Linked DNA regions of Mus musculus: all the other regions are linked to region 1. A link is a contact called in public Hi-C and HiChIP or PLAC-seq data. All regions are on one chromosome and are shown on one strand. The core of a region is the stretch at or near the end of the contact, and the rest is flanking DNA. Distances in the headings are between cores, read along the strand shown.

Region 1 (3,180 bases), core at 557-3,056:
TGTGGGCTGTGACAAACAGGGAGGTGCATTTCTCCTTTGATATTTACATATACTGGAACAGGACACCTACTGACCCCAGGCCTACTGACATCTGACCTTCCCCATGACTCCAGGGACAGAATTGAGCAAGCAGGGAGGGGTTACTGTTTTCAACCAGCGCAGTGCATGCTGGTAGCTAACACAGGGCTTTAGGTCAGAGTTCAAATCCCAGGAGAGAGCAGGGGCGAAAGTGCTTCTCCCTTGGGGATTGGGAAAGCACCCACCTCTCAGAGGCAATCGGTCACTGTGCTGCCTCACAGTTGGGACTGAGATTTGATATTGCAATTTTCTGGGCTCTGCAAGACGCTTAGCACTGAGAACCCACTTGGAGCAGGTGCAGAGCAAATTGTCTGTTGTTAGGAAAGGGCAGGAGCCAAACGGAAGCTGACAACCATTTCTTTTGTAGTAAGCTGCTTTCGGAAGACAGCATTTTAAGGTTACAAAAGCAGTTAACATTCGTTTTGAATAAAATCATCACTAAAGATAAATGAAAGTAAATGTCCATTTATATCCAACTGTGTTTTATACTATACTTAGAATATTTTTCTCTTTCATTATATTTGAAGTAATAGACTTTTTTAAGTCCTACATACTGTTTTGAAATCAGGGAGGGCATGGGATGAGGAACAGAAGAGCCGTGTTGAAGTGTTTGGACATTCTCAGGAAGGCCTCAGGGTCTGTTTTGTAAGGAGCTTCATCGGTCTCCTGGTCACACATGCTGACACTCCCCCACCCCCAACCCCGCCGCCCCCCTTCCATGCCCCATGCCTCGCTTTTTTCAGCTCTTCTATTTGGATGAGCACTGAGAATCCTACATTGCAAGTGCTAGCTCCTGGGCCTTGTGTATCACTCACCACTAACCCACTCTGGTACAGGGAGGGCCCCATGTCTGTGCCAGTATGCTTTCCCAGATTTGCATAGCTCCAGCGTAGCTACTCCGGTCAGTGCTTCACTGTTCCAAAGCTGCCCTGGCCTCTCTGCTGTGGACACTACTGCCCAGGCCCCTTAAAGTGGCCATCAGAGAATGCAAATGTGTCCTGAAGCCAGTTCATCGCCTTCTCTTACATCAACCTTCAAGAGACTTATGGGAGGTTTGTTTTCTAACCTGGCCAGAGAAGATGGTGATGGTAGGAAGCAACAGCACAAGGGCATCTAGACTCAAAGCAGAGGCATGAAACACTATGGGAGTTTGTGGGGGTGGAACTGGACGGGACGGGAGTTTGTAGGGTGGGAGTGTATGGGGGTGGGAGTGTATGGGGGTGTCCTGGGGTATATTGGGGGTGTTTGAGGCAGTGCTACTTCTTAGGGTTCTGGAAAAGCCTTCTTGAAGAAAGTAGTATTTGCGTGAGGCTTCCTTCTCAACACAGAATGCCTTCTTCATTACTCTCCAATTAACAGTCGGACAGGGCTGGAACTTCTAGGTGCTGCCAGCGTAAGCGAGCACACAGAGCCAGGTCAACACCCGCGTTTCCTGAGCAATTTCAACTCCCTTTTGATAACTCCGGCCATTGTACTGCATCAGATGCAGAAGCTGCTGCCGGACCTTCTCCGTTCAGTTTTCTGTTTCTGTTTCAAACATGCTTCTAAAAAAAATTAAAATCCTACCAGTTTTTTTTTTTTCAAGGCTGCCGCCAAACCCCACTTCCTCCCAGGAGTCTGTCTTCATCCGTCCCCGGAGTCTGCCGGGTTCACTGCTCTGCACCATTTTACTCCAACCTCTTCTCTTCCGGTAACTTGTTTTTGTACCCTTTATACAATAGTCTCTGATTGGACGCCTTGGGGCTTCCACTAGCCAACCACAGTTCAATTAAAAATGGGAGGCTTGACAGTACTACATTACACTGTGCTGGGCTTGTTTAAGCATTCGGTTTGACAGGTTACATGGACACTAAGCAAATAACAAAACAAAAAAATAGTTGCATGAAACATTCCAAAGTTAGAAAACTCTTACTTTCAGAAATTAGAAAAATTGATTCAGGCAAGCAATAACGGATCCCTGATTTATCGGATGACAATTAGGCTATTTACATAATCCTAAACTTCACCCTTTACAAGCTACTGAAGCAGCTTTGTAAAGTTGTGAGATGTGAGATTCTGCATCTGATGAGAATACTGTTGCTGTCTCTTAACCAGGAACTGAGCAGGCAAATGTCTCCTTTGCTTTCACTAAACCAGGCCAGAGCCAGGAGCTGGCTTCAAGCTTCAGGTACCAAGAGTCAGAAGTAAATCCATCCTTGTCCATACACGTGTAGAGATCTACATTAGCCGGAAGGTCTTTTCGTTTGTAAACAGACAGTATCCATGCAGTTGGCGTTATAAAAACTGAATTTAATTTCTCCATTTTCTATGGTCCTAGTTTCGTCACCAACACCTCCATGCCTGCTGTGTATCAGGCAGAAGCAGGGGATCTGAGGTTCCATGAGTGAAGCCCTTGTCCTTACAAAGATGGCATCCTAATGGATGGACACAGAAACGAATTCAGATTTGGCCAGAAGGCATTCTACAGACAAAATTACAGCAAAGAAGAGGGAGAAGGTGACTCCCTGGTAGGAAAAGTCAGGTCTTCCAGAACTTTCCAGTTATTTCTAGGGACTTTGTTTTTTTTTTTTTTTTTTTTTTTTTGCTGCTTAGAAAGAGATACATGGTAAATTTTGAGCAAAGCAGTAATAAAACCTCTGGTTTTTAAGTAGGCTCACTCTGGCCTCGGTGTAGAGGCTGGAGTTCTTAGCAGAGCCACAGGAAGGCAAAATTAGTGCTGCTGGCTAAGGTTCTGAGTAGAATAAGATTGTTCTTGCATCAGTGTGGGTGCCATAGATGGTAACATTAGATTTTGCACCTATTTTAAAAGTGAAACTGAAACAGAGAGAAACAATGTGGCCACCAGTTCTTATACACAGTTTATCTCTCTGCTTCTCCCATATCTATCCACCTTTGGGCACTTTTCCCCTTTGGTGTCATATCTAAAGTGTCAGAACTTCTTCCACTTTAAAAATATATGAAAAATCTAATGTTAACGTATATGGCACCTACACTGATCAGGGCCCAGTTGGACTATACAAAGAGGTCTGGATCAGCTAGGGCTGTATAGTGGGACCTTGTCAAAAACAACAGCAGTCACAGGAAATTTATTATGGGAGAGTG
Region 2 (2,817 bases), core at 131-2,630, 370 kb after region 1:
TAGGAGGTGTGGCCCTGATGAGGGAGGTGTGTCAGTGGGGTTAGGTGTGAGGTTTAAAAATGTCTAGTCATTCCCAGCTACTCTGGCTCTCTCTTTCTCTGCCTCATGATTGTTGTTTCAACTTGTCAGCTCTCAGCTACTGCTCCAGTGCCATGCTTGTTCACCTGCTGCCAGGCTCCCTGCCATGATAATCAGAGACCCTACTACCCTATGGAACCATGAACAGCAATCAAATGCTTTCTTTCTTTTTTTTTCTTTTTTTTTAATTAGATATTTTCTTTATTTACATTTCAAATGCTATCCCGAAAGTTTCATATCCCCTGCCCATCACCTACCTATCCACTCCCACATCTTGGCCCTGGCATTCCCCTGTACTGGGGCATATAAAGTTTGCAAGACCTAGTGGCCTCTCTTCCCAATGATGGCTGACTAGGCCATCTTCGGCTACATTTGCAGCTAGAGACACAAGCTCTGGGGGTACTGGTTAGTTCATATTGTTGTTCCACCTATAGGGTTGCAGACCCCTTTAGCTCCTTAGGTACTTTCTCTAGCTCCTCCATTGGGGGCCCTGTGTTCCATCCAATAGATAACTGTGAGCATCCACTTCTTAGCAGGCACTGGCATAGCCTCACAAGAGACAGCTATATCAGAGTCCTATCAGCAAAATCTTACTGGCATATGCAATAGTGTCTGTGTTTGGTGACTGATTATGGGATGGATCCCCAGGTGGAGTAGTCTCTGGATGGCCCATCCTTTCATCTTAGCTCCAAATGCTTTCTTTTATAAGTTGCCTTATTTGTGACATTTTGGCACAGCAATAGAAAAGTAACTATGATGCAGACGATGAAAAAAACTAACTTATTGTAATTACAATAAATTCTGCAAAGGGTTCACAGTTGCCATTAGAGTATATAACAAGACAGATGTAACCTAGTCTAGAGACCAAAGAGGCCTTATAATTAAATTAACATATAAAGAAGAAAGCAAGGAAGAGAGGAGATTTACACCGAGATGAATCTCAAGGTAGGAAACAGGATGTTGCTTTTGAGGAACTGAAAAACAGCCTTTGAGGGTAGAAAGCAGAAGTGGATCAGACAGTGTTTATCACATCGACTTGACATCATATACTGATAGACTACACTTCTGAGGACAGTGCTGCTCTGGTCTTCAAATGGAGAATTTAAGAAAGTCACACACATTACAATGACAACAAATGTTCAGGATTCAAGTATATCCAGGCACCCAGAAGCAAAGCATAGTATTTTCAAAGTATTCAAAACAGGAAAAGTGTAATTCCCCCACAATTGATAGTTTGTTAATAAAGGAAATGAGATGTTTTTTTTTTGGTTCTATCCTTTCTGATTTGGCCTTAAGTTCCTATTACCAAGACCAGTAGAGTTTGGTACCCAGTCTTGTTTGTGTGGGAAGGGATGGAAGGATTGAGAGAGTATACTATCTACCATGTCCACAACAGTCTGATAGGAATCTGAATTCACTCACCTTTATTCCTTCCCATCTGGCTGGCTTTATAGAGTTTATTATATAAATGAATGCATGCTTGATGACAAGATGGTGATTTCTCTACAAAGTTAGGTCTTACATTTAAGTGCCTAAGTAAAAATTCTTTTTCTCATTTCCACAACCCTAAGTCACTGTTCAACTTAGTTTTCATAGAATAAATATCTAGTTAGTCATACAAGTGCCTTAATATTAAAAAAAATTGCTGTGAGGAATTATGAATATTTTTTTCTGTAAAAACTTTACTTCCTGGCATTCTTACTGCCAATTCTAAATCCCCTAGGGGGAAGAAAGCTTAGTTTGTTTCCAAGCCCAGAATGGTTTCACTGTAGGAATCCATAATATGTTCACTCGTTTTATTATGCCTTTGATCCATTTTCCCAATTTGGGGGTGAGGAAGCAATCACACACAAAGACTGTGATTTTAAAATGGAAAATAATTTTGAATTATAATACATTCTGCAGCTCACAAGTTGTTAACCACACAAGTGAGCAGTAGGACTCCACTGTAAGCATCTTAATATTTTATTCTCCTTTCAATATTTTTCTCCAGATTTGTTAAAATTTGAACTTATTTGTTATTCTCTCATACTTTACCCTCCAACTGCAGTTTCCCCTCCTTCCTTTCTTCCCAGTCCTTCTCCTCTACCTCCCCTCTCCCTGAGATTCACTTCTCTTCTGATTTTCTTCAACAAAGAACAGGCCTCCCAGGGATATCAACCAAACATGGCATAAACAAATTACAATAAGACTAGGCACAAACCTCTTCTTAAGGTTTGATGAGGCAACCCAGGAGGAGGAAAGGGACACAAGAGCAGGCAAAAGAGTCAGAGACAGCTCCTTATCCCACTGTTAGGAGTCCCACAAGAGCACCAAGACACACAACCATAGCATAGATGCAGAGGACCTAGGTCCAATCCATACAGATTCCCTGATTGTTGCTTCAATCTCTGTGAGCCCCTATGAGCCACGCTTATTTGATTCAGTGGACCATGTTGTCCTGGTGTTCTTGACCCCTCTGGTTCCCATATTCCTTCTCCTCTTCCATGAAGTTCTCCAACCTCCACCTAATGTTTGACTCTGGGTCTCTGCATCTGCTCCTATCAGTTGCTGGATGAAGTCTCTCTGATGGCTATTAAGTTAGGTTCTGGTCTACAAGTATAGCAAAATCATTTTGTTGACTTTAGGCTGGGATATCCAGCCTCTGGTTTCTGGTCCTCCAGGGAATGTCAAGCATGGGCTTCCTCTTGTGGTCTGGGTCACAAGCTAGGCCAGTCATTTGTTGGCCACTCCCACAAG
Region 3 (2,821 bases), core at 253-2,752, 410 kb before region 1:
ATGTTCCTGTCAATTGTCAAGTGCATGTGTTTTCCTGAGAGGCGCTCTTGCAAGCAAGTTCCCGCTTAAAAGCTTCTATGAGTCATTTCTTTGGGGACCAGTGTTGAGGCATATCACCCCATTTGCATCAGGGTTGCCTGACTTAGTAAAAAAGAAAAAAAGAAAGATTAACATTTTAGCTAAACTATCTGAAAGGTTTGGATAGTAATAAGGCTTTCTTACCACTTAATATGCCCTGGTGAAACTCTATGATCTGCTATGTAGTAACATTGTTAAACTGTTACACCTGGAAGGCTTCATTTAAGACATTTGCTGTCTAACTAAAAGGAGATGGTTTCTTGTTATTCATTCACACATAAGGGAAGGCAAAAATAATCACCGACTTGCATTCAACAAAACACGGAGTTAAGAGAAGCAGTCCCTAAGATGATGAGCCCATTGGCACCCTGCTCCATGAGGTAGAATCTACTGCAGCTGCGTCCTCAGTTTTATTAGGAAAGATAGCCCATTTTGTGATCTACGACGTTTAAATCAATTGAACTGTAGTGAAATCTCTCCCCTGAAATGGCTATTACACAGCTTGCAACCTTTTGTTCAAGAGATTAAGTTTGCATCTCCTCACATTATCTCCTTGTAATTGGAAAACTTTCATTTTGACGCAGAAAATGTGCCAGCGTCCCCGAGAGCCTTGCCACAAGCCAATGCAGAATGCCATCTGGAGGGTCCGTGCCCACATCAGGCGGCAGCCTCCTGTCGGGCAGGATCTGGAACTTTGCAACGAACAACTAATAACATCTTAAGCTCCATTTGTCTAGCTCATGAGTGCTCTTGGCAGAGGTCATAACCAGCAGTGGTTTTCTTGATTTGCTGCATCAAATGTAATTAGGTTAAAGCACTCACTGACAGAGCCTCTGATAATGGCATGAAAGCCTCAGGCTTGAATTTACCCATCCAGTCAAATTTAAGTTTAGAGCAGCAAAGATGTATTAATTTCATCACTGGGACAATGAATATTGGTAAACTTGAAAGGTATTTATTTGGAACAAAGCAGTTTTCCTTCCTTTGGATTTCATACGTCTTTGGTTTCTGTTTTAAAGTTGAATTGAATCAATGCATGTTCTGGTTCCTAGCTTCTGATAAAGTCGCTGATGTCCCCTGCTAGGAGACATAGTCTCATGTGCACACAAACCACACATCTGAACCATTGGTCATACTGTGTAAAATGATAAGATATCTTCAGCGTGTTACTCTGCATAACTGAATTCTGACAGTTGTTATTCATAAAGACAGAAACGACACCGTGGTTGACCTTTTAACCCTTGCCTGTTGAAAAACTCCAGGGTAGCAGAGGTCTCTTCATAAATGAGTCAGGTCGTGGCTGTGAGTAAAACAGAGAACCATTGCTGAGGGTTAAATTTAGGGCAAGCTCGGGCCCAGAGCATGAGACAGACGTTAGCTATTATTAAGGGTATACAAAAAGAGTTTCTGCTCTCTGCTAGAGAAAGAGAGAGCTGGAGTGTGGTCTCAGCCAGAAGGCAGAGGTTCCTGGCATGGCTGCAATGTTAATGATCCTCACAAGGCTTTAAGAATCAGCAGTGGAGTTAGGATGTGACATAAAAGACAGTCTCAGGAGGGCTGAATTTTTCAAACTGACTTCCACATTTCTTCTCCTGTCCCTGTCTCTTAGAAATACTGGCACTACTGGAGCCAGTGGAGGAGCACAACTGAAATCTCTCAGGAACAGCAGTGATTCCCGTTGACTTTGTACCTCATTGGGGGATGGGGTGTTAGTTTGAATGTTTCAGGTGGTTCTCCTTCTGATAAAAGCAATAGGCATGTGTGAGGATGAGGTTAAGTAAGTGTTTATTTGAGGATTTAATATTGCACACGCTGATGGAGTACAGCAATTACCGTGCTGTGATTTTCATATTCATATGTGCCATATTTATTTGTTGTTTACCTCTCTGCATAATGGAAATGCCATGAAAATCTGTTCCTTCTACTGCTTTAATTTTAAATGAAGCTAAATGTTATGTATAATTTTAAGTTACAGATTGCTAATTTCATTCTGTTTTAAATACTCTACACATAAGAAGCTCTTAGGCTCCTGCAGGAGTCCCTGCTTTGAGCAGAATCAAAGCATAATTCTCTCAGTAATTATATAATAGGTAGGTAGTTAATAGATTAAACATGAGCCCGAGACATCATCACATCGACAGTCTATTTCAAACCATATAGTTACCTGTGCTGTTCATATGTATATGACTCTCTGTAAATAGAATGTGTATGCCTTTGTAACTTTCCTGACAAATATAATGTAGTTAAAAGCTTACTGCATCTGTTGTAAAGTATTTGCATCTAGCTTACTTATTAGTAATCTGGTTACAGACTCGGTACTTGGTGAAATGGTTGCGAAAGCTTCAGGAACAACCCAGTTTTCACCTACTTTCACGATAGTATTTTAAAGAGGCTGCCAATGGCAGAATGCAAAGCTAGTTTACCTTATAAAGGAACAAAGCAAGGGAAACATTGAAAAATTAACTCTATAGCTGTTGTGTAGCTTTCTGTCACTAGCCTGAGAATCCCTTCATGTGCTGTATCTCAACTTCTGTTTCCTGGCCCATCCTTTTTTTTCCTCTCCTCAACTCCAGAGCTGTATCTGGAACCTGGTTATATGCCATCCAAGACCTACTAAAATTATTCACTCATTTAATATGCATCACTCTACACTTAGCACATATATATCTATATCTACCTAGATGTCTCTATCAATCTATTTATCTATGTAGATATTTGTTAGAGATATTCATATTTAGATGTC

The links. A called contact is a pair of places that touch in the nucleus more often than the background predicts. HiChIP or PLAC-seq counts read pairs in DNA pulled down with a chosen protein or histone mark.
Region 2: an H3K4me3 HiChIP or PLAC-seq map of bone marrow-derived macrophages shows a contact between it and region 1, with 4 times the contacts expected there. The contact joins two enhancer-like sites. A contact is called at or near these places in 2 of 115 datasets of contacts at active chromatin or transcription factors (bone marrow-derived macrophages and large pre-B cells) and 1 of 9 other capture datasets (embryonic stem cells).
Region 3: a Hi-C map of Th1 cells shows a contact between it and region 1, with 3 times the contacts expected there. The contact joins two enhancer-like sites. A contact is called at or near these places in 4 of 15 datasets of contacts at CTCF or cohesin (CD8 T cells, the NIH/3T3 cell line, large pre-B cells and 1 more), 45 of 484 Hi-C or Micro-C datasets (3T3-L1-derived adipocytes, the BV-2 cell line, the Ba/F3 cell line and 34 more), 5 of 115 datasets of contacts at active chromatin or transcription factors (the 230-238 cell line, bone marrow-derived dendritic cells, differentiating embryonic stem cells and 2 more) and 1 of 9 other capture datasets (embryonic stem cells).

The regions. Positions count from the first base shown.
Region 1 is chr2:79,369,110-79,372,289 of GRCm38.p6, forward strand. The region is part of intron 2 of Cerkl (ceramide kinase-like); the gene reads right to left. Among named protein-coding and RNA genes, the nearest start is that of Gm22606, 22 kb to the left of the region's middle. Within about 2 kb of position 1,807, at least 113 of the 459 cell types and tissues checked have an H3K27ac peak or open chromatin away from gene starts, as enhancers often do. A contact at or near this core is called in the Ba/F3 cell line, CD8 T cells, Th1 cells and 4 more, where this site is marked.
Region 2 is chr2:79,741,086-79,743,902 of GRCm38.p6, forward strand. The region is part of intron 2 of Ppp1r1c (protein phosphatase 1, regulatory inhibitor subunit 1C); the gene reads left to right. Among named protein-coding and RNA genes, the nearest start is that of Ppp1r1c, 35 kb to the left of the region's middle. Within about 2 kb of position 1,381, at least 51 of the 459 cell types and tissues checked have an H3K27ac peak or open chromatin away from gene starts, as enhancers often do. A contact at or near this core is called in bone marrow-derived macrophages, where this site is marked.
Region 3 is chr2:78,960,484-78,963,304 of GRCm38.p6, forward strand. No RefSeq gene overlaps it. Among named protein-coding and RNA genes, the nearest start is that of Gm37004, 11 kb to the right of the region's middle. Within about 2 kb of position 1,503, at least 42 of the 459 cell types and tissues checked have an H3K27ac peak or open chromatin away from gene starts, as enhancers often do. A contact at or near this core is called in the Ba/F3 cell line, CD8 T cells, Th1 cells and 3 more, where this site is marked.